Linked DNA regions of Mus musculus: regions 1, 2, 3, 4, 5 and 6 are each linked to region 7. The links are chromatin contacts, called in public Hi-C and HiChIP or PLAC-seq maps. All regions are on one chromosome and are shown on one strand. Each heading gives the region's core, a stretch centred on a gene start, on an enhancer-like site or on the middle of the called end of the contact. The rest is flanking DNA. Distances are from core to core; before and after follow the strand shown.

Region 1 (3,142 bases), core at 20-2,519, 490 kb after region 7:
TGGGATTCTCAAATAATAAAACTTTTTAATAAAAGAACAGCATCCTGCTTTTATTTACTTATAAATTTTGAAATTCCTTGAGATATTTTTAACATCTCCAAGTCCCTTGAGCTGAAACAGTGCACACCATCAGTAAAGGAAGGGACATTTCCCTGTCATTAAATTCTATTGTGAATAAAGCAGGTGGGATTTTTTTGAGCCAGGGCACTCTGCTAGGGAGATTTGGGGAGGGACTCAGAATGCTCAGAATTCTGTTCAGACCCTTGCAGAGATGGATACAATTTTGACCATTTGGTGACTAAACCCCTCAACCCAGATCTCTCCAAGAATAGGCTGACAGTCACTGGCTTCCTGAACAAGGTCTAATCTGCTCACTTTTAACTTAATTAAAGCCCATGCACATGCAAACAGACCCAGGCTCGCCTCCACTTCCTATCCAAAGCCCATGTCTGGCATTGCCGCTTTATCAAATACCAGCTGCTCGGTGTTAATTTTTACAGAGACATAAATCTGTTTAGGAAAGGCTGGTGGACATAATCTGAACAATCTGAGCAGAGTAGTGCGTTATCCACACTCACAAAAATTACCTTAGTGCATGTCTTAGTCAGGCTTTCTATTCCTGCACAAACATCATGACCAAGAACCAAGTTGGTGAAGAAAGGGTTTATTCAGCTTACACTTCCACACTTCTGTTCATCATCAAAGGAAGTCAGGACTGGAACTCAAGCAGGTCAGGAAGCAGGAGCTGATGCAGAGGCCATGGAGGGATGTGACTTACTGGCTTGCTTTCCCTGCCTTGCTCAGCCTGCTTTCTTATAGAACCCAAGACTACCAGCCCAGGGGTGGCACCATCCACAATGAGCTGGGCCCTCCCCCTTGATCACTAGTTGAGAAAATGCCTTACAGCTGGATCTCATGGAGGCATTTCCTCAACTGAAGCTCCTTTCTCTGCGATAACTCCAGCTTGTGTCAAGTTGACAAACAAAACCATCCAGTACAATGCAATTGCTCAAACAAAAGCTCTGGTGTAGGGGGGACTTCTATAAGATTAGGTAACAGGGGCTCAGAGGATAGCCTAGTATCAATGAGAAGGTAACATATCTATTCAATGAGAAATACACATGGCAGGGATGGACCAACAGTTATCAAGATTAACCTCTGTATTAATTAATGACTTACTGTTGTGACCAAATACCTGACAATACACAACCTGAGGAAGTAAGGGTTATTTTGGTCTCATAGTTAAGAGGCGTTCTCTCTATTCTGTTGGGAAGGCAAGGCATCAGGAACTGATAGCAATAGGTTACATTGTATCCAGAGAGACATTGTATCCAGAGAGAAAGAGAGAGACATTGTATCCAGAGAAAGACATTGTATTCAGAGAGAGAGAGACAGAGACAGAGAGACAGAGAGAGACAGAGAGAGAGAGAGAGAGAGAGAGAGAGAGAGAGAGAGAGAGAGAGAGAGAACTTATCTGGTTTTCTTTTTTTCTCATTTTGTTTAAGCATATGATTCCAGCCCACAGGAGGTGCTATCTACATTCAGGGAGTCCACAGGCTCTGCTAAAATTACCTGGAAATAATTCATAAGTCACCAAGGTGTGTTTCCTAGATTATACCAAACACAGCCAAGTTCACAGTCTCTATCCTAGACAACATACAACTAAATAAAACATGCGAATCAGTGCCCCCCAAGATGAAGGTCAGTGATCTAGAGACACAAAGCAAGGATGTTCAGTCCTAATGCTGTCTCAGCTTGCATCATGGGAGTCTCTAGCCTTCTTTCTGGAGAGGGGAGGTGAGGCCAATTAGATCCTCACAGTATTTACAAACTGGAGAGATCAAGGGGAGGGTGAGAACTTACAAGCAGTTTAGCAGTTCTGAGGGTTAGAAAGGGAAGGAGAGAGGGGGAGAGGGTAGAGAGAAGGGGAAGAGAGGAGAGAGAGAGACAGACAGACAGAGAGAGGGGGGAAAAAGAGGGAGGGGAGGAAAGTAGAGAAGGATGGAGAGGAGAGAGGGAGAGAAGAGAGAGGGAGGGGGAGGAAGGGAGGGAAGGAAAGAGGGAGAGAGAGGAGAGGAGGGAAGAGAGAGGGCAAAGAGAAGGAGGGGGAAGGGAGAGAAAGAGGAAAGAGAGGGGGGAAGAGGAGGGGGGGAAAGGGGGAGACAGAGGGAGAGGAGAGAGGGGAGAGATGAGAGAGAGGGAGGAAGGGGGAGAGGGAGGAAGGGGGAACAGTAAAACTGTTTAGTTGTTATCCACAACTAAACTCTACAAGACCTGGAAAAACAAAAGAGCAGAATCAAAATCATGAAAAACTTTTTTAACATTTGAAAGCCTGTCCCAAATACACATCCCTGGAGAGACGCCAAACCACGACATTTAAACCACTGAGAAAATTATCCACTAACACGGACCCAGAAGCAACATAGATAAGGAAAATCCTAAGGAATTTCCTACAAGGAATAGAAACCACATTAAATGATGAAGAATTAATAGAAGAGCTTGAGCTTATTGAAATGAGAACTCTAAAAACAGAGAAGAAGAAGAAAAAAAGGCATAGATTGCTTTAGTTCAGAAACGGGAAGTGTACTCGAAGGCAGTCATGGCCGCCAGGGAAAGAAGGCAGGGCAAAGCAAGCGAGCAGTGCACTGGCTACCCAGGGACTGGCTAATGTAAAGTCATGTGTGAAACTAATTCTCAGTGGAGTATAGAAAGGAGGAAAGGAAAACTAGCAGAGAGTTATTAACATGATTGCTTTGAACTTGTAAGACGCCCTGAACCCAAAGATCTAGAAAGCCAAGCACGGGGGACCTGAAGAGAACTTCACTCAATGGCACCCCGAGCAAGTTATCAGATAAAGAGATAACCATCTCTGAAGTACATAGATCTGAAAGGCCCATTGTGCCCTGAAGAGGGAAGTCACAGAGCACAGCTGATTTTCTTCTTGGGAAAAGGCAAGGACGAAGTTAATACACCTTAAAAATACTAGAGGGAAAGTGTCAACATGCCGGTGGCTAACTTCATGTTAAAATTGAAGGTGACTCTAAACATAACCCTGATTGCTAGGCTTCGGCTGAGGCTTAGCGATGTGGGTTCATGCAGGGAGACCCACCTCGACACACCTACCAAGTTCTTGGGGGGGAGC
Region 2 (3,231 bases), core at 11-2,510, 410 kb before region 7:
GGACTAGCAGGGGTAGAGGACAGGTGGAGGGGCTGGTGGGAGAAGACACTGAGTGCTGTGATTAAAGGCGTGCGCTGCCACGCCTGGCTTTAGAGTGCCTTTTATGCTGCATATACGTGCTGAGGTCACGGGTAGTCCTCATCCAGACATAAGGTGTTTCATAGGACTTGTACACAGCCCGAAGTTAACTTTACCCACAAGTTTTGGTGTGGCCACTTTGGCTGCGGCCCAGCGAGTGATGCCAGCTGTGGGATTCCCCACTTGCTGTGCCATATTGGCATATTGGTTCTCAGAGAGTTTCAGATTCTGTAGCATTTCAGATTTCAGATCAGACTGCCCATCCTTTACCCTCAGAGAAGTGAATGAAGGGTGGGGGCGGGGTCAACTTGCAAGAGGAGGTGACATGGGGGCTAGGTTGGGGTCACCATCCTGACCTTCCCACCCTGCAGTCCTCACCTTTCCATCCTTTCTGCCCTCGTGTTCCTGGGAAACCTGAAGGTCCCGGGTAGCCCACTCTCCCTTCTGATCCTTTCAGGCCAAACAGGAAGCCTACGGAAAAACACACAGGACAAAAGCATTTGTGAGAGTCGGCCAGATCAGTCAGGTCCAGTGCAGCCTCTCAGCCAAGTCTACCCCAGCTCCTTGCATCTCCAGACCCACACCAGCACCTCCAAGACAGAAGCTTGGACAGCCATGTGGCCATGGTCCCTCAGGATGGAACAGAGACCAGAGCCTGCAAATTTAGCTTTTCTACCAATGTATCGAGACCAATGTCTTTGCTTTTGAGGAACGTTCAGTCCAAACGAAGAATTTGACTTTTCAGCCATGTTGCTGATGGCCGCGCATCTCTGCTCAGCCTCAGAGAATGTCCCCCAAGGTGTGTGTGTGGGGGGGTGGGGGGGTTGGTGTGGGATTAAGATAAACTCAGCTCTCCCTCTGTCCCCTTTCTGGAGTGCATGCCCATCTCTTCTCAGACCTCCCCATTTCTCCTTTCTCCTGCACACATGAACACACATGTAAACCTGCAAACATGGGGGTCCTGGAAACTAACTGGAATTCTCCTAATTGGTACTGGGCATGGTTGACCTCACTAAATGACCTTGGCCCCAATATTCCTCTTCTAGGTTCACTTTTTTTTTCACTAAAGGTCAGAGTTATTAGTCACTACAGTGCCCCAATAATTGCACATATGTATATCAATTGACCAGATGAGACTCCACTAAGACCTCACAATTCTTAGAGGCCTTTGGGAAGACTGCCATCTGGTGGTGGATCCAAGGCTGCGTATCCAGGCGAGATTGGCTGTGCTGCAGGGTAGCTGAGTACCTCTGGACTCCTTTGCTTCTCATTGTCTTACTCTGTAGCCCAGGCTGGCCCCAAACTTATGGTGACTCTCTGGTCTCAGCCTCCCAGGTGTCAGGATGACAGGTATGAGCCACCAAGCCTTATTGCTGCTAAATCTAGTAGTGGTCATAGCTCCATCGAATACCCCAGGACAAGGTAGGTGCTTGTGGCTACACAGGAAAGGATAAGGAGGCAGTGACTTCAAAGGCATGGGATGGTTTGGGAGCGCCTAGGGAAGCAGAGATTTGTAGAAGAGACCAGCGGGCATTGTTCTGTGTAATCTGATCTGGCCTCACATCTAACACAGTCTCTCACTCACTCATTCATCCACCACAAGCCAGCTCCTGAGCCACGCCAGGCAGCAGGCCAGGAGCTGTGTTGGCACTGGGAAGCTGGCCTGCCTCGAGCTGACAGCTGAGATGCAGGGACACAGCTAACACGCTCAGCAAACAAATGTGAAGTTTCAGATTCTAGCTAGCACCGTGAGAGGGAAGCTGGGAGCAGCTGATTTAGAATGGGTGGTGTCCAGGGGGGTCTTCTGAGGAAGTGGCATGGACTGTGGCTGACAGAGGGAGCTGGCCAGGCGGGGAGCTGAAGGGCTCTCCAGAAATGGAACGGAGGGACCAAATGGCCCCTTAACAGTATGGAGCCATGACCAGGGAGTGTGTAAAGGGTACACGGAGGAGTGTTGTCATGGAGGAGGGGAGAAGACCCTCTTGGGCTTTTATTCCTAAGGGCAACGGGAGTCCTGAAGTGTTTTAAGGAGAGAGACTGCACCACACACTGTGAGTCCAGTGTGGAGAGTGAGGTGCCCAGAGACTCCTGGCTCAAGTACAGACGCTATGGAGGAATAGTGGTACCAGGGAATGTGTGGGTCAAAGAGGAGAGTGACAGCGTGGAGATCTGCAGCTCCGCTCTGGGCATTCTTGAGACCCAGTGCTGCTGATTCTAGTGAGAAGTTTCATGGCTGTAGCTCAGAGTACAGAGGAGGAATGGTGATGTTTTCACAGGGCTGCGTTCCCACTGGAGAGGAGAGGAGAGAAGAGGGGAAGAGAGGAGAGGAGAAAGGAGGGGAGGAGAGGAGAGGAAAGGAGAGGGGAGGGAAGGGAAGGGGAGGGGAGGGGAGGAGAGGAGAGGAGAGGGGAAGAGAGGAGAGGAGAGAGACAGAGAGACAGAGACAGGCAGAGAGAGACAAAGAGAGAGAGGTGGGGGAGGGAGGGAGAGAGAGAAGCAGTTAGAGAGGGAGAAGGAGAGGGAGAAGGAGAGGGAGAGGGAGAGGGAGAGGGAGAGGGGGCCACTGAGAAGTCCTACAAAGTATCCAGAGATAGGAATAGTGGACAGGTACTATGGAGCCGAGGAAAGCCTTTCCGCACAGGCACTGCCTATGTGCCCGTGGAACCCCTCCAGGAGATGCTTAGGTTTGGGTTGGGCTCTAGCCTAAACTGTCAAGCCCTCCTGACAGACAGAGAGAAAAGCAGACCGTAAATAGAAGGATTATCACCTGGACTCTATGAACACTTAAAACTAGAGACCTGTCACCAAGGACAAAATTGCCATTTAAAACCTGCACCAAGGACAAAGAGAGATGTCTTTCTTGGGAGTTAGTAAGGCCTTTATGAAGGCACAGTTGAGCCGTGTAGATTCGACCTCTGTCTCTCCCCTGGGTTGTTTTCTTCTACGTAATTCATTCATAATTTTAAATACATTTTTTGGGACGTGGGAGATCTCAGCATGACTTCCACGAAGAAGCCAATAGCTGATTCAGTCAGCTGTACTAGAAATGGCGCCAGCAGAGCCTTTCACCCCGAAAGACAGCTGGCATCAATGTTCGCTCCGATTCTCTGAATGACTAAGCATTCTGGCTTCCAGCAACCGCAGCACACAAAA
Region 3 (3,053 bases), core at 554-3,053, 380 kb after region 7:
CTCAATCTCAAGGCATCCGTAGAAAGGGTCTCCAAAGCGGGATGGCTCCTTAGTGCTTTACTAGTTTCCAGGATGATCTGCACATGAGAAAATTCTTCAGACTGCTTCTATCCACTATGAAATGAACCAAGAAAACAGGGCTCTGGGGAGTACATAGAATTTTCCAGCTAGTAGATGCTGTGGAGGGCTAGCAAGTGCAGGCAACTTTCTGTGAACCAGGCTTCTCCTATGAGTTCTACAAAGTCGGTGCTATTATTTTGTGGATGAGGCAGCCGAGGCACAGAAAAGTTTGTTTGCCCAACAGCACACAGAGAAGGTGGCTTCAGAGTCTGTGTTCTTAGCTATGGCTTTGTTCAGCTTATCACCCAACTTCTTCTGTCCAGGCACTTATTTAAGCTACAGTCAGGGTCTGGTAAGTGTGTGACATCCATGTGACTCTTCATGGGTACATTTTAAAATCCCTCTGCTCTCCTCTGCTAATGTGAGATCCCACTGAGGCCAGTCTCCTGTGTTCTGAATTTTCCCACATTCAGGATACAGCATGGGGTAGGCAGAGGTGCTTTTCTTCAAGAGTGTGGACACTGGTAGTTTCTGCACTAGCCCAAGTGTATGATCCCAGCTCCTCCCTGCATCTCAGCAGCACTAACTGGACTAAATGGCTCAAACCAACCAACCAACTAACCAACCAACCAAACATCCAAACAACCAAACCAAATCAAACATTTAGAAGGACATGCAGTTAGAGGGAGGTATGATAGAGATTCTGGATCCTCAGAGGACCTAGAAGACAAGAATGAGGGTTGGATATGATCAAGATACAGTGTATCCATGTATGAAATTTTCAAAGAATGAATACAAAACTAAAGGAAGAATGTCATTGGGAAGAGAGGCCCCTTGGTCTTGCAAACTTTATATGCCTCAGTACAGGGGAACACCAGGGCCAAGAAGTGGGAGTGGGTGGGTAGGGGAGTGTGTGTGTGGGTTTAATGGGGGGACTTTTGGGATAGCATTTGAAATGTAAATGAAGAAAATACCTAATTAAAAAATATTGAAAAAAAAAAAAAGGATGTGCTGATATCCAAAGGGCCTATGATAGGAGCAGACACTTACTTCTTAATAGGAATACTGGAGGCTGGGAGAGCAAAGAAACATGAATGGAATTACTGAGAGCCAATCCAGCTCTCTGTCTGACAGAGCTAGCCTTCAAAACACAGAGTGAAGTAAAGACGGTGCACAAACAAAAAGTGTCCTCAGATATCGTGCATAGACAGAGACTCAAAAGGAAGGTTTCCCTTTATATAGGGAGAGAGTGATCTCAGATGGGGAAAAAAAAGTAAAATTTAAGGTTTAGGAACTCTGTAATTAGCAAGCCTGCAGGTAAACATCAATTAGATGCTTGGAACGTCCCCTAGACGGTAAGTCTCACACAAAACACACAAGGCTGCCAACTGTAACTGCACAAGCTGGAGGGATTAAGGAAAGGTTAAAGCCTGAGCTCTAGAAATATCAGGAAAGTGATAGAAGTAATAAAATATGCTAGAATGTAATGAGTCAAGCATGCGTGTCCCACCCGCTAGCCAAACCACTAAAGGAACAGAAACAATGTTTAAGCTAGGAATTAAAACAAGAGAAAGTGCATAGCAAACACTCAGTTTAACTGAAGAAAGCCAGGTGAGACAAGCCTGTAACAGAGACCTGTTCCTAACAAAGAGTAAATTCGAAACCCAGACAAAGGAACTCCAGCCTCCACTCTGCAGATGGCACTGGGCTCCCCACTGGCTGTGCCCTCCTTCTCTCTGCAACAGACACAAACACCCCTCTACATTTCCACTGCAGCATGGACTCTGCAGCATTGTCTAGGACAACTAAAAAGATGCCAGATGTGGCCCTCCATTTAAACTCCAAAAGGCACAGCTTTGAAGTCAGCATCACACTGACCTGAGCACAGAGGTGCCTGTCTCTAGGAAGCTGCTGATCTCAGTGAGACTTGGCAGGGAATTTGACAGAAAACATCTCAAATCTCTCGAGTCATGGTGTCTTCTCCTGTGCATTCCTCTGTGTGTGTGTGCCTGTGTGCGTGTGTGTGAACCTTGGGCATTGTTTCTCAGATACCATCTTGTTTGTTTTTCAAGGCAGAGTATCTCACTGATCTGGACTTCCCCAAGAAGGCTAGGCAGCTGCATGGATACAAGTGTGTCTATCTTTCCAGAACCAGGGTTTACAAGCAGGTGCTGTCTGTACAAGATTTTTTTGTTTGTTGGTGGGTTTTTGTTTTGTTTTGGGTAGGTTCTGGCACTTGAACTCAGCTCATGTTGTTTTCATAGTAAATGCTTTGCTGACTGATCTCCCCACCTTGCTTTTCTTTCTGGAAAACCAAAACTAAAAAAACCACTACTCCCCGATCAAAAAACAAACAAACAAAAAAACAAACAAAAAAAAACAATAACAACAACAACAAAAAAAAAAAAACAAAAAAAACCTTTTCTCTCTTTTGAGAGCTTTGCTGTATTTACTAGAAATAGTCAAATTCCCAAGTACATTATAAAATGTGAAGCTTATGCACACAAACCATTAGCAAGCCCTCTTAATGAGGGTGTCGAAGGCTTGCAATACTGAAGGGCGTCCAGAGGAATGGAATCAACCAGCAAAGAGCTTTCCGTGGTTCCCCAATAAGTGAAACTCTGACTGATGGTTTCGATAATCAGCCTGAGCTCAGAATAAACCCTTTCTTTGGAGAATACCACAGCACATTCCTCAGATTCTATTTTAGAGATTAGCCCTGATTAAGGGAAATTTATTAGGCGTAAAAGGAGAAGTGCCGGACTTGCACAAAAGGGACGCCAGAATACCAGCATTATTGTTCTTCATTAAAAAAATAAGCACGTGCACAGGTATGTCTAAATGGAAGTTAGACATTCTATATCTGACGCAGAGAGGTTTTAAGATCACGATTTTCAGAGGCTTGTCCCAAAAGGAAAACACTATGGGGCTAATAACATTTAATTTGCTTCATTTAGATCTATTAAATTTATTAGATTGCAAAACTCAAGTAA
Region 4 (3,314 bases), core at 608-3,107, 330 kb after region 7:
TCCTGCATCTCTTGTGTCCTGCATCCCTAGTGTCCTGCATCCCAAAGTGTCCTGCGTCCCTAGTGTCCTGCATCCCTAAGTGTCCTGCATCTGTAGTGTCCTGCATCCCTAGTGTCCTGCATCCCTAAGTGCCCTGTATCCGTAGTGTCCATCCACAGGTTGCTATATCCTCATGTGCAACCCTCCCACATGAGTGACAACCAAATGTGTCTCCAAGCCCTGTCCAATGTCCCCAGGATGCAATATCATCACTAACAGAGACACATTAACATTGGGACTGGTCATGACAGAGCAAAAGAGAGACAGAACTTTCTTCCTTGAATGCAAATCCAGAAGGGCTTGAATTAGTATGATTCACTGAAACCCCATTTTGTCAATATTAAAAGCAAAACAAAATGCTCGCTGGAATGGTACATTTTATAAATTGCTTGTGCCTTAAGTGTACAAAATTCAGGAGGACACTGCTCTGCTATGGGAAACTCCACTTCTTGACAAGGCTGGGAAGGGTCCTACTGCTTCTCAGCGATATGCACGAGAGTGCAGCATGGCAGTAAGCAGCTATGTCACGTGGCTTTCCACATACAGCGTGTGTCAAGTTCTGTTTCAGATCACAGACTCCAACTCTGCTGCTCTAGCGCTGACATTGTGCTCTGTAACATCAATCAAGCGCCACACTTCATGAGAATCTTTATTAAAGATATTTGTTTTAAATAATAAGGTGGGTGAGGTACTCTGAGCCATCATGGTTTTGAAATATTGTAAATACATACTAAAAATATAATAGGCCATAGCCAAAACTTTGATTTGTGGAAAATTTGTCATTAACGGAACAGAATTACTAATTCCCAGCAAACCTTCGGCGATAGCCTGCAGCCATCAGCAATTTACAGAGGTTAAGAGAAAAATTTAAAACTATTATTACTATTATAAATAATTGATTATCATTTGTTATGAAATAATTACCTTTAAGCAACTACCACAGCTAAAAAGTGATTGCTTAGAGATTATTGCTTAATCACTACTAAACAACCATGTGCATATGGCCTCTGACAGTCATTGTTCATTATTATTTTTTTACAAGCACAGATGGCTTGGTACAATCAGTCAGGAAGACTGACGGGAAGTAATCTTTTTTAATGTAATCACCACATAAATATGTCAAATGTTTTTCTGTTTGTTTTGCTAACAGCATAACACGATTTTAATGAAGATGCTGTGGATGGTGATTTTCCATCAAACTAGACAAAAGGAAAATATGTATCTGAGCTATTTGTAAAGATTTATTAGTAAAGTATTTTTATCACAGGCATTCATCCCATTGGTACATCTAACCTTGGTTTAATCTCAGATGAAAAAAATACATAAAAATTGTTATGACCCAATGACAGGCAGTTCATGGTATACTGATGTGGATGGTTCCCATTCAAAATAACATACAGATGGGATATGAATATGTGTCTAGTTCTGGAAAGGCTGATCAGAAGACAAGAGCACAGTGGGATGTTGGCCAGTGCAGGAGATAATCTGCTCACTAGAGTTGTCCCTGTGAATATGCAAGACTCTAGATCATGTTTATAAATATAGTTTTCGCAATACTGAAGTACAAGTTTATGAGGAGAGTCTTACACCCAGTGTCTCCCTTTCCTGCACTCTGAAGCCCATCTCTCATCTCAAGGACAAGAGTCTAAGCATTGTCCAGAAACATGAGAAAACAGGAGGGCAGGAAATGACCCCATGTAGACACCAGAGCTGGGCTCAGGAGAATCCGATTTCTTGGGACAGCCTGGCTGCAGGAAATCCCCTGGAGGCACAACTGAGGGTCTTATCTCCACATGCAGTGCGGTCTTGAAGACAAACAGTCATAGACATCATACAGGTCAGGGGAGGATTCTTCTAGCTGAATCTGAGCAGCCAGCAAGAGGTCTGATCCCTGGGTCTGGTCAGAATGCTATTGCTTTTGGCCACAGATGGTTACAAGATGGTGGCACATATGGTCACTTCCGATCACAGTGCCATCAGGGTAGTCATCTCCCTACAGGAGGCTCAGATCACAAGCAAGCTGCTCCTGATTTGGGAGGCAGGGCAGGAACAGATGTTGAGAGTCTCCTTGGGGAGACTCTGCATCGATTGCAGGAGAACAGTAGCTCCAGGGAGTCTACTGCTGCAGCTCCACGCCCAGCTGCCGGTGGATCCAAGGCCTGATTTCCAGTGTGCATCGGGTCCCTGGAGGATGCCATAGAGGCCACTTCCTGAGGAGCCATGTGTTTGTCATCTTGTCATCTGAAGAGTCTCCCTTCCCTCTGACAAGCAAAGATGCACAACAGTTTCAGGAAATGAGAAGACTCCGCTGATAGGTCCTGGCAGTTAAGTTTTTTGGCAAATCACTACCTTTACCAAAATACTTCCAATTCTCTGGCAGGAGTTAGCTCAAACCAACCAATTAACGTTCCTAAGAGGCAACAGCAATTTCACCAAGAGTCATATGTCCCTCACCAAAGTGAAGGATTCCTGCGTAGAGCAAGTTGGAGCTCACTTTTCTGAATTGTAGATTTCCCTGCCCAAAGCACCCTTGGTACCCATAGTACTATTGAAGACTTTGTCAGTAATCATGAATAAGCCTGTGAATTCCAACTGCTTCTGCTCTTTCTTTTACAACACCAAGAAAGTAGCTACTCCAAAGAGTTCCTTCCAACGAAGCTCTCCATAGTGGGTCTGGGTCACCTGGAAGTGACTCTCAAACTTGTATGCACATTGAAACCAACTGGATCTACACCCATGTCACAGGCACATCTTGCACCCACAAGGTGACTCTTATTCCTTCTTGTATTGGGCCCAAAGACTCATGTAGAAGGTTCCATCAAGGAAATACCTTGAAGCCTATAACTGATTTAAGTTTTAGCAGAGAGACACAGAAATAAAAACAGACAGAGAGAGACAGAGAGAACAAGACCCGTGGTGACAACCAGGCCTTTAGATTGCTCTACTAAGAATTCTCTGGTTGAGGGCTGGAAAGATGGCTCCACAGTTAAGATCACTGGATGATCTTCCAGATGACTCCTTTCGATTCCTAGCACCCGTATAAACGGATGTGTAGATAACACTCATCGTAGTCTATAAATTCCAGTTCCAGGAAATTGATTGCCCTCTTCTGTCCTTCACGGGTAGAAGGCATGCACGTGATGCACAGACATACATGCAGAAAAGAAACCCACTCACATAAATAAAAATAAAAATAAAGAATAATTGTTCTGTTTCAATCAAGCCATTCCATCACCTCCCAACAGGAAGTTTTGAGTTGCTGATTTCAACAAAGA
Region 5 (2,994 bases), core at 140-2,639, 390 kb before region 7:
AAAAGTTTACATCTGGAAAAGGGGCCAAGTGTCATCAGAACGTGTGCAGGCAGAGGCGACAGGACATTTTGGACAAAGGCCAGATAAGCCCAAACACCCACCCCCAAGGACAGAACCGGCCCCTGCACACCAGGATGTTCAATCTGGCTGCAGCCTTTCCGGGTAGAGCAGAATAGACTCCCAGTGACGCAAAGGATGAATGGTAGGAAATCCCCTCTCCTTCCTAAACCGACTCTTCCTGCCTCACCTTTCATGGGCACCAGCCCCAGACCCTCCTACCCTCCCCAGCCCCTTGCAGACTCTCCCTTCCTCTGAGGGCAGTAGACCACGACTCTTGACGATCCTGGGGAATTCCTAAGTCCTAATGAATTTCTGCAAGCTGATGGCATACACTGGCGAATTCACAAGATGTCCATGATGGCAGAAAGGGCTCCTTCAGGATCCAGGACACGTGTTCTGTGCCCTAGGATTTGGAACTGTCTACTGTTCATGAGGGTGACGGTTCACGTGTGTGGACGTGTTATGTCACCTGCAAGGGAAACGAGAGAGTACCCACCTAACAGTACGTGACACAAGAGACTGAGAGCTACTTTCCAAAGCTATTTAACAGATTGTGGTTAAAAAGCAAATGGCGTCTGGCTTGGTGAGATGGCTCAGCTGGTAGAGGAGATTGCTCTGAAGATGGATGGTCTGAGTTCCGGACCCGGGACGCACATGGGGGAGGGAGAGAACTGATGCCCAAAAGTTGTCCTCTGACCTCCATACACACACAAAGGCACACGTGAGCCCCTCCCCCACAATTGATTAGTTAATTAATTAAATCCACACACGTTGAAGCAGACATTCAGCTTTTACTCCCAGGACCCAACTCAGGGACATCCACTTGTAGTGGCTCAGACTCAAATGAGAGAGAGAGAAATAATAAAGCTAAACCAATCCGCAGCTCCCACCTGCAAAACGGGTAGAAGAAAACACTGAGACTTTGGGCTTGTAAAAAATTTCTTAGACACACACACACACACATACACACACACACACACCACCAAACAAAATAGTGGAGAAGATTAAAAAGTTTGATCCTCCAAATTCTGCTGAAAATAAAAAGGCTCTAAACTAGCCAAGTCTGTCCTGAACTAGAGGAGGGACTCCCTGTCAGGCTCCTATTAAACCTCCTGCTGATGCCTGACACTTGTGAGCCTACAGTGGTGGCCTGGTGGCCCGGCTCCCTTAATCGTCTCTCCTAAGCAGTTCCCAGCATCTGGCTCTCACCTCTTGCTCCACAAACCGTCTGCCGAATGGCTGGCTGCTCACATATCTGGCTCTGCCTCACTCACAGTCCTCCCAATTCACCCCTAGTTCTATTTTTAGAACACTTTCCTTCTGTTTTTTTTTTTTTTTTTTTTTTTTTTTTTTGTGGTTTTTGAGGCTTGAGCCCAGAGTCTGGCGTGTGCGAGGTAAGAGCTTCGCCACTGAGCTACATCCTTAGCCTGAACCCCTTTGAAGACCACTATAGTAACATCACAGTTTCTGAGGTTCAACCGAGGGGGCGCTGCCCTTCAGAGAAGGCTGCCACCCTTACTGTCCCAGCCCCATTCAGTTCTGTAGTCCCCTGGAGCCATTCAGGAAAGTCTTGTCTTAGCCCTGCACTGCCCCGGGGAACTGCTGATTGTTGGCTCCTTAGAGGGTTTGGCTTCTCTGTCTACACAGCAGACAGAATGCTCCCCGGGCCCTCATGATGAAGTCATCAAGGAGACCACCCAGGCTCATGGAAGGAGGCCTGAGTATCAGACCCTGCTCAGCATCTGATTAGATAATGAAATATCGTGGGCAGCCAAGGCGCGGGTGAGGCAGGCTCTGGAATGCTGGGTGTTCCTCCTCCAGAAAGCTCAGGCCGGTAATGTCTGAACCTGGCTGCTTTAAGCATGACTGAGCTGAACTTGAACATGCTTAGCAATGGGTAGGACCTTAGTGGGACCGCTGTGGTTCACAGGGGGTCAAAAGTTGTAGAGGAAAAGGGGTGTGTATTGACAGAAGTCTGTAAAAGCCTAAAAAGGAAATAATTTTAATGTTTACTGGATATCTCAGTTTTGAAAATTTGAAATGAAATCAACATTCCTGGTGGAAGGAACAGGGCCAAGGGGGATAATAGTGCAGTTCCAGTAGCCAACACCAGGTGGCAGTCATTCTCAGCCTGCAGGCGAAGTTAGGAAACCTGTCCTCTGGCTTGAAAGTTTTGAGTCTTTCCAGGGTCACATGACTCAGCTCTAGGGAACAGAGGGCAAGTCCCTTATTTGTTAACCTCCCTTGGGGATAATCCCAAGGAAAACTGTGATTGCCTAATTCCAGTTAGTCCAAGGGGCTATCATACCCCACTTCTCTTAGAGTAATTAAGTCAATAACTCATAATCTGTCTTTTAATCTTGTTAAAGTAAAGTATGCCAACTACTGACACTGGGAGCCTGCTCCCATGCTTACCCTGACAGCACTTGCAACAATGACTTCAAGTGACATTAGAATGAATTCCTCCCCAGGACTGAGTCAGCACATACCTAACAGCCTTGGATCTTTGCTAAGAGCCATTTCCACCTTTGTTAACACATTAGATTTTAATTCCTGTAAAACTCAGGACACATATTGTCACTATGCTCATTCTCTGAGGGAAACTGAGGTGGGGGGTGTGGCCAACCAGCCTTGTACATTCCGAGAGAGTGAGCTCTCACCGGAGATGGCCATGTGGTTCTGGAAACCCACTGGCAGCCTGGGGCATGCTCCTGTAGAAAGGGACTCAGGTGTGAAGCCAGGCAAGGCAGGACAGGTATGGGGGAAGAAGAGCAGAACAGAACAGAGCTGGTGGCGATATGGATTAGGGACAAGATAAAAGGGTATAAAAGTGACTTCTGAGGTGGAGAGGCTAGGAGATGGACCACAGACGATGGACTGGGAGGAAAGTCTGTGGGTGGCCGAGGCATCGGTGATGACTGTTCATGTCACTTG
Region 6 (3,179 bases), core at 71-2,570, 400 kb after region 7:
GTGCTGAGGTGAGGATCCGTTATGAAATACATGCTTTCCTGCAACGCACAGGATTCAACACTGGGCACCAAACACAATAATCTTGGAGACTGTATGCCTGGTATAGAGAAGACACATTTGAAAACAAATGGATTGTATGGCTAGTAACAATGTATTCAGTGTCAGTCAGACGGAATGAACTCTGGACTTCACCAGTGGGTACAGCTATTTGGGAAACATTAGGTCAGCAAATCTGAAGAAAAGTTGGACTGGTAGACAGCAGACTTCTAACATCCCTCTGCTGCATTCCGGAAGTCCTCAAAGGGGGCTGTGCTTTTCTTTTTTCTTTTAGTCTTTATTGGCTATTTTATTTATTTACATTTCAAATGTTATCCCCGTTCCTGGTTTCCTCTCCACAAACACACACGTGCACACACATCCTCCCTCCCTCCTGCTTCTATGAGGGAGCTCCTCCACCCACCCACCCATACAGAGAAGCCCTTGCTAACAGGAGCCTGGTATAGCTGTCCCCTGAGAGGTTCTGCCAGAGCCTGACCAATACAGAGATAGATGTTGGCAGCCAACCATCGGTCTGAGTACGGGGTCCCCAATGGAGGAGTTAGGGGAAGGACTGGAGGAGCTGAAGGGGTTTGCAAACCCATAGGAAGACCAACAATATCAACCAAACAGACTCCCCAGAGCTCCGAGGGACTAAATCACCAACCAAAGAGCACACATGGAGGGGCTGAGCTTTTCATGCCTTGCATTTTAGGTCTCTTACCTTGTCTCTAAGGCAAACCATGACTCATTGCCACATGTGTGTGTCTTGCTGTGGAAACAGTGAAAGGAGAGAGCCAGTGTCTTCCTTTGATTCATCAGAGTAGCTGAGGGATGGTAGAGGGAGACCAGAACCAACCAAACAAGACCAGGAGCGTCCACTGTGGTCTTCCACATAAGTTCAAGCACACGGAGAATGAGGTAAGGCCCAGCCTCCCCCTTAGCAGCTTACGTTTAACTCCTTAGAAGCAGGCTATGTGGTTTTAACTTGCCCATGAACTCAGCGAACTTGCCATCTGACCCTTGCCAAATGACCAACTCTCTGTCTTCTTTATACCACATTTTATCTTTATTAAATGGGTGTCGTTGACACTAATTACAAAAGCACAGAATGGGATTCATTTGGCGGTTCCCTTTAATCCCACTGCCGTTCAGCACTGGTTTTATGCAATTCCTGTGGAATTGTTCTGGCAGAAAATCTAAAAGGCGACACGCCTGACTGTGTCTGTACTTCCTCTATAAATGTCAGAGAAGAGATAAATCCTGGGGACGTGTGGCAGTTTAACCACAATGTCCCATAACTCACAGCTTCTCGGCAGTAAGGAATCTGCTGTACATTTGAGTGCCCCCAGTCAGCACGACAGCAAAGGAGCATGGATTTCCATGCTTGGGGGAAGCAGGGTGAGATGACTGAGTACTTCTTCCAGGGGAGGGTTCATATTCGCAAAAGCCTCTTTGGAAATAGGAGATGAGAATAATTCCCCAAACTTCCCCCAAGGTTCTCTGTCTTTTAGCTAAACCCATGAATGGGCAGGAAGATCCAGAGCCTGCACTTCACAAACCTACTTCCAGCCTGCTCCTTGAGCCAGAAGCACAGCGCAGTGGCTGAGAGAGGGCAGGCAGGTTCGCATTCTGAGTAGTACAGGGGAGTCAACTCTGACACAGGCAGCCCCTGTGCAGGGCAGGGAGGTTGGAATGGCCACATGCTGGGCATCTGTAAGGCTTGCAGAGCAAAGCAGACACATCTCTCAGGAACACAAGCAGGATTAAGACAATTTATTATCCCTACCAATCAGCATTTCCTTTCCACCGAGGCACCTATAGATCAGCACAAGTGATTTCCACAGATTGCCTACTGTAGAGATTTATTTTTAAGATTAAAATTATTGATTTTTTTTTCACGCCACCTCATCAGTGCTACTTAGAAAGATCTCAGCTCATAATGCGGCTGTGCCTACGTGGCATCAAATATGTCCCCGAACGCTAACCTTAGGGCCACAAGATGGCTTCGTCCTGCATTCCTTTGCATTCTAAAACCACCAGGGTATTATTTTATCCCGAATAATCTTTATTTTGGTGTAATATCTAAGGTTAAAAAGGGTGTGCATGAACATGTAATCCTCACAAACACACAAGGCTTTTTAATTTAACCATATTCTCACAGTAAATGGTATCATGCATGTACTTGTGTGTGTATGTATGTGCATGGGTTCATGGGCTTATGAGTGCATGCATATGTGTGCAAAGGTGTACACAGGCACATGTGTGTGCAGATTCACGTGCATGTCTGTGTGCGTGCATGTAGAGGTTAGAGGTCATGCATGTAGAGGTTAGAGGTCATGCATGTAGAGGTTAGAGGTCAACCTTCAGTGTTGTTCCTCGGGAGATGTTGAATTCATTTTTTGAGACAGAGTCTCACAGTGGCCTAAAACTCACTGGGAAGGCTAAGCTGGCTAGCCGGCAAATGACGGCCATCTGCCCATCTCTGCTTCTCCTTCAATGAAGTTTAAACACGTGCTACAACATCCATCTTTTCCCTGGGTCTTAGATTTCATGCTTGCACAATTAACAGAGACATTGGAAGCCCCCCACACAGTACACCTCCAAGTCTTTGTCCCTATAGTCTTCTACTTTACCCCAAGTCAAATGCAGAAAACACCATCCCTGTCAGCAGGTTTTATACCATCACCACCAGCAGCTAGTGATTTTAAAGAACCACAGCAAAATGATGTCTACAATACGCTACTTAAAAAAAAAATGCTTGCTTTTAGCTGTTCAGGGACATTGTTCTTTTTCCAAAACAAGCAGAAAATTGCAGCCAGCTGAGATGGAGGAGAGAGAGAGAGATGTTCAGACAAAGCACACAGACAGCAGTGAGAACTACCTGAGTTCTCAGACCAGGAAGGAGACCCATCAACAGGACTCAGTGGCTGTCTGCCATGGTTTTACTACACTCATTGCTGTGTGGGGAGGACAGGGTGTCCTTACCTGGGTGGTGTGGCTCTCCCGATTTCTCTGAAATGATGAAGTCCCCATGCCACTCAGACACAGCCTTGAGCACCCATCGTCCTCAGCTAAACCTGTAGAAGTCGACACACAGAGCTGTAGTGAGTTTGCACCTCCTTGTCGAAAGGGAAAAACAA
Region 7 (3,046 bases), core at 247-2,746:
TCCGACCTCCCGCCCCCGTTCCCCCTCCGCGGCGGAAGCCTGGGGCCAGTTAGTGGGACGCGAGGCGGGAGCACAAACCCCGCACCCGCCTTCTCCACGGCGGGCTTCCCGCCTTGGGTGGCATCGCCCCCGCCCGCATCCACAACGAGCCCCTGATTAATGAGCCCGGCCCGGCCCCCGCCGAGCCCCGGCCCGGCCTCGGAGAGGGGGAGGGAGGGGACGGCGGGAAACGCAGCCCGGTGTCGGTCCGCCTCCCCCCCCCCCCCGTGCCTCACGCTCATTGGTCCGTCTCGCTGTCCGTCGGGGAACGCGGCGCCAATGCAGGGCTGCGGGGCGGGGCGTCCGCGCGAGTGTGCCTGCGTAACGCAGAGTCACGTGTTGTTTTGCTCTTAGTTCAGTCACTCGGTGCGCGATGTGTTACTCACTGTGCGGCGGGGACCGCGACAAGCCCGGGTCGTCGTTGGTGGCAGCAGCAGCAGCGGCAGCAACGGCAGCAGCGGCCCCAGTGGCAGTGTGGGCCCCGAGTGTCCGGACGCAGACCGTCGTCGCGCAGTGCAGAACGGTGGCAGCAGACGGGCCGCGCGCGTTCTAAGCTCGGCCCCGCGACTCGGGGACCCCGACTCTCGACCCAGCCAGCCAGTCCCCGGGCGCCGCCCGAGAGCCCGGGAAGCAGCGGCAGCGGACAGTCGAAGCGGGGGGGTGGCCATCGCCCGCACCGAGCATCCTTCGGAGCGGCGGAGGGCCCTGCGCCACCGAGCCGCGCGCGCCTCCTAGCCCACCGCCTGGGCCCGGGGGACGCGCGCGCGTGGCCGGGCGGCCGGGCGACGGGTGGCGGGGAGCCGCCCCCGCCCGCGCCCCTCGGCCCTCGCCATCCCCTGTTCGCCCAGCCGGGCAGAGAGACCTGAAGCGGCGGCGATGGCTAGCGCGCCCCTGCCTGGGCCCCCCGCGTCGGCGGGCGGGGACGGCCCGAACCTCAATAACAACAACAACAACAACAACCACAGCGTGCGCAAGTGCGGCTACCTGCGCAAGCAGAAGCACGGCCACAAGCGCTTTTTCGTGTTGCGCGGCCCCGGCACGGGCGGCGACGAGGCATCCGCGGCTGGGGGGTCGCCGCCGCAGCCTCCGCGGCTGGAGTACTACGAGAGCGAGAAGAAGTGGAGGAGCAAGGCGGGCGCGCCGAAGCGAGTGATCGCGCTCGACTGCTGTCTGAACATCAACAAGCGCGCGGACGCCAAGCACAAGTACCTGATCGCCCTCTACACCAAGGACGAGTACTTCGCTGTAGCGGCGGAGAACGAGCAGGAGCAGGAGGGCTGGTACCGCGCACTCACCGACTTGGTCAGCGAAGGCCGCTCTGGCGAGGGGGGCTCGGGCACCACCGGAGGCTCTTGCAGCGCCTCTCTCCCGGGCGTCCTGGGCGGCTCAGCGGGCGCCGCTGGCTGCGATGACAACTACGGGCTCGTGACACCCGCCACGGCCGTCTACCGCGAGGTGTGGCAGGTGAACCTGAAACCTAAGGGACTGGGCCAGAGCAAGAACCTGACTGGTGTATACCGCCTATGCCTGTCTGCGCGCACCATCGGCTTCGTGAAGCTCAATTGCGAACAGCCGTCGGTGACGCTGCAGCTTATGAACATTCGCCGCTGCGGCCACTCGGACAGCTTCTTCTTCATCGAGGTGGGCCGTTCGGCCGTCACCGGTCCCGGGGAGCTGTGGATGCAAGCCGACGACTCGGTGGTGGCGCAGAACATCCATGAGACCATCCTAGAAGCTATGAAGGCACTCAAAGAGCTCTTCGAGTTCCGGCCTCGCAGCAAGAGTCAGTCGTCCGGGTCGTCAGCCACGCATCCCATCAGCGTGCCGGGCGCGCGCCGCCACCACCACCTAGTCAACCTACCCCCTAGCCAGACCGGCCTGGTGCGCCGCTCGCGCACTGACAGCCTGGCGGCCACCCCCCCAGCAGCCAAGTGCACTTCGTGCCGGGTTCGTACGGCCAGCGAGGGCGACGGCGGCGCGGCAGGCGGGGCCGGGACGGCAGGAGGCAGGCCGATGTCGGTGGCAGGGAGCCCCCTGAGTCCCGGGCCGGTGCGCGCGCCCCTTAGCCGCTCGCACACCCTGAGCGCCGGCTGCGGAGGCCGCCCGAGCAAAGTGACTCTGGCGCCGGCAGGGGGAGCCCTGCAACACAGCCGCTCCATGTCCATGCCCGTGGCGCACTCACCTCCTGCAGCCACCAGCCCAGGCAGCCTGTCCTCCAGCAGTGGGCACGGCTCGGGCTCCTACCCGCTGCCACCTGGCTCCCACCCGCACCTGCCTCATCCACTGCATCACCCCCAAGGCCAGCGTCCGTCCAGCGGTAGTGCCTCCGCCTCGGGCTCCCCCAGCGACCCGGGTTTCATGTCCCTTGACGAGTATGGCTCCAGCCCTGGCGACCTGAGAGCCTTCAGTAGCCACAGGAGCAACACACCCGAGTCAATAGCGGAGACCCCGCCAGCCAGAGATGGCAGTGGGGGCGAACTCTATGGGTACATGAGCATGGATAGACCCCTGAGCCACTGTGGCCGCCCTTACCGTAGGGTCTCAGGGGATGGGGCCCAGGACCTGGATAGAGGACTGAGGAAGAGGACTTATTCCCTAACCACGCCTGCCAGGCAGCGGCAGGTACCTCAGCCTTCCTCTGCCTCTCTAGATGAATACACTCTCATGAGGGCCACCTTCTCTGGTAGTTCAGGTCGCCTCTGCCCATCCTTCCCTGCGTCCTCTCCCAAAGTGGCCTACAACCCTTACCCAGAGGACTATGGAGACATTGAGATTGGTTCTCACAAGAGTTCCAGCAGTAACCTGGGGGCAGATGATGGCTACATGCCCATGACCCCTGGGGCAGCCCTTAGGAGTGGTGGTCCCAATAGCTGCAAGAGCGATGACTACATGCCCATGAGCCCCACAAGCGTGTCTGCTCCCAAGCAGATCCTGCAGCCACGCTTGGCAGCGGCCTTGCCCCCTTCCGGAGCAGCCGTGCCAGCACCCCCTTCAGGGGTGGGCAGGA

The links. Hi-C and Micro-C count contacts between places; a contact is called where the count stands out from the background. HiChIP or PLAC-seq counts read pairs in DNA pulled down with a chosen protein or histone mark.
Region 1: an H3K27ac HiChIP or PLAC-seq map of extraembryonic endoderm stem cells shows a contact between it and region 7. The contact joins the enhancer-like site here to the promoter of 9530052E02Rik in region 7. A contact is called at or near these places in 7 of 39 promoter capture datasets (3T3-L1-derived adipocytes, embryonic stem cells, frontonasal cranial neural crest and 2 more), 1 of 484 Hi-C or Micro-C datasets (cerebral cortex) and 14 of 115 datasets of contacts at active chromatin or transcription factors (SST interneurons, bone marrow-derived macrophages, craniofacial prominence and 10 more).
Region 2: a contact with region 7 is called in an H3K4me3 HiChIP or PLAC-seq map of forebrain, with 2.4 times the contacts expected there. The contact joins the enhancer-like site here to the promoter of 9530052E02Rik in region 7. A contact is called at or near these places in 2 of 484 Hi-C or Micro-C datasets (cortical neurons and embryonic fibroblasts) and 1 of 115 datasets of contacts at active chromatin or transcription factors (forebrain).
Region 3: an H3K27ac HiChIP or PLAC-seq map of extraembryonic endoderm stem cells shows a contact between it and region 7. The contact joins the enhancer-like site here to the promoter of 9530052E02Rik in region 7. A contact is called at or near these places in 9 of 39 promoter capture datasets (3T3-L1-derived adipocytes, the C10 cell line, embryonic stem cells and 4 more), 3 of 15 datasets of contacts at CTCF or cohesin (large pre-B cells, pro-B cells and stem cell-derived epiblast-like cells), 10 of 484 Hi-C or Micro-C datasets (the G1E-ER4 cell line, the N1E-115 cell line, bone marrow-derived macrophages and 6 more), 33 of 115 datasets of contacts at active chromatin or transcription factors (the NIH/3T3 cell line, SST interneurons, T-cell acute lymphoblastic leukemia and 26 more) and 1 of 9 other capture datasets (embryonic stem cells).
Region 4: a Hi-C map of the N1E-115 cell line shows a contact between it and region 7, with 4 times the contacts expected there. The contact joins the enhancer-like site here to the promoter of 9530052E02Rik in region 7. A contact is called at or near these places in 16 of 39 promoter capture datasets (the 3T3-L1 cell line, 3T3-L1-derived adipocytes, the C10 cell line and 10 more), 2 of 15 datasets of contacts at CTCF or cohesin (pro-B cells and stem cell-derived epiblast-like cells), 9 of 484 Hi-C or Micro-C datasets (the AML12 cell line, the G1E-ER4 cell line, the N1E-115 cell line and 5 more), 23 of 115 datasets of contacts at active chromatin or transcription factors (SST interneurons, astrocytes, bone marrow-derived macrophages and 19 more) and 1 of 9 other capture datasets (liver).
Region 5: an H3K27ac HiChIP or PLAC-seq map of extraembryonic endoderm stem cells shows a contact between it and region 7. The contact joins the enhancer-like site here to the promoter of 9530052E02Rik in region 7. A contact is called at or near these places in 3 of 39 promoter capture datasets (embryonic stem cells, hippocampal neurons and stem cell-derived epiblast-like cells), 2 of 484 Hi-C or Micro-C datasets (muscle stem cells and uterus) and 4 of 115 datasets of contacts at active chromatin or transcription factors (astrocytes, embryonic stem cells, extraembryonic endoderm stem cells and 1 more).
Region 6: a contact with region 7 is called in a Hi-C map of the N1E-115 cell line, with 6 times the contacts expected there. The contact joins the enhancer-like site here to the promoter of 9530052E02Rik in region 7. A contact is called at or near these places in 4 of 39 promoter capture datasets (3T3-L1-derived adipocytes, embryonic stem cells, maxillary cranial neural crest and 1 more), 2 of 15 datasets of contacts at CTCF or cohesin (large pre-B cells and stem cell-derived epiblast-like cells), 7 of 484 Hi-C or Micro-C datasets (the N1E-115 cell line, bone marrow-derived macrophages, cerebellum and 4 more), 26 of 115 datasets of contacts at active chromatin or transcription factors (T-cell acute lymphoblastic leukemia, VIP interneurons, bone marrow-derived macrophages and 20 more) and 3 of 9 other capture datasets (adipose tissue, embryonic stem cells and liver).

The regions. Positions count from the first base shown.
Region 1 is chr8:10,518,973-10,522,114 of GRCm38.p6, reverse strand. All of the region lies in intron 27 of Myo16 (myosin XVI), which reads right to left. Among named protein-coding and RNA genes, the nearest start is that of Gm51561, 90 kb to the right of the region's middle. Within about 2 kb of position 1,269, at least 5 of the 459 cell types and tissues checked have an H3K27ac peak or open chromatin away from gene starts, as enhancers often do. A contact at or near this core is called in extraembryonic endoderm stem cells, where this site is marked.
Region 2 is chr8:11,417,895-11,421,125 of GRCm38.p6, reverse strand. It overlaps Col4a2 (collagen, type IV, alpha 2), which reads right to left. Exons shown (of 48, transcript NM_009932.4): 21 at 457-549. Among named protein-coding and RNA genes, the nearest start is that of E230013L22Rik, 58 kb to the left of the region's middle. Within about 2 kb of position 1,260, at least 83 of the 459 cell types and tissues checked have an H3K27ac peak or open chromatin away from gene starts, as enhancers often do. A contact at or near this core is called in cortical neurons, embryonic fibroblasts and forebrain, where this site is marked.
Region 3 is chr8:10,628,566-10,631,618 of GRCm38.p6, reverse strand. All of the region lies in intron 34 of Myo16 (myosin XVI), which reads right to left. Among named protein-coding and RNA genes, the nearest start is that of Gm32330, 43 kb to the left of the region's middle. Within about 2 kb of position 1,803, at least 48 of the 459 cell types and tissues checked have an H3K27ac peak or open chromatin away from gene starts, as enhancers often do. A contact at or near this core is called in the NIH/3T3 cell line, embryonic fibroblasts, extraembryonic endoderm stem cells and 2 more, where this site is marked.
Region 4 is chr8:10,679,389-10,682,702 of GRCm38.p6, reverse strand. No RefSeq gene overlaps it. Among named protein-coding and RNA genes, the nearest start is that of Gm32330, 7.7 kb to the right of the region's middle. Within about 2 kb of position 1,857, at least 4 of the 459 cell types and tissues checked have an H3K27ac peak or open chromatin away from gene starts, as enhancers often do. A contact at or near this core is called in the N1E-115 cell line, where this site is marked.
Region 5 is chr8:11,392,161-11,395,154 of GRCm38.p6, reverse strand. All of the region lies in intron 4 of Col4a2 (collagen, type IV, alpha 2), which reads right to left. Among named protein-coding and RNA genes, the nearest start is that of Gm46030, 54 kb to the right of the region's middle. Within about 2 kb of position 1,389, at least 141 of the 459 cell types and tissues checked have an H3K27ac peak or open chromatin away from gene starts, as enhancers often do. A contact at or near this core is called in astrocytes, extraembryonic endoderm stem cells, muscle stem cells and 2 more, where this site is marked.
Region 6 is chr8:10,604,727-10,607,905 of GRCm38.p6, reverse strand. Myo16 (myosin XVI) reads right to left here. Exons shown (of 35, transcript NM_001319151.1): 34 at 3,025-3,116. Among named protein-coding and RNA genes, the nearest start is that of Gm32330, 67 kb to the left of the region's middle. Within about 2 kb of position 1,320, at least 33 of the 459 cell types and tissues checked have an H3K27ac peak or open chromatin away from gene starts, as enhancers often do. A contact at or near this core is called in the N1E-115 cell line and embryonic limb bud, where this site is marked.
Region 7 is chr8:11,006,300-11,009,345 of GRCm38.p6, reverse strand. 9530052E02Rik (RIKEN cDNA 9530052E02 gene) reads right to left here and starts at 1,496. Exons shown (of 5, transcript NR_046017.1): 1 at 1,335-1,496. It overlaps Irs2 (insulin receptor substrate 2), which reads left to right and starts at 417. Exons shown (of 2, transcript NM_001081212.2): 1 at 417-3,046. The coding sequence starts at 916.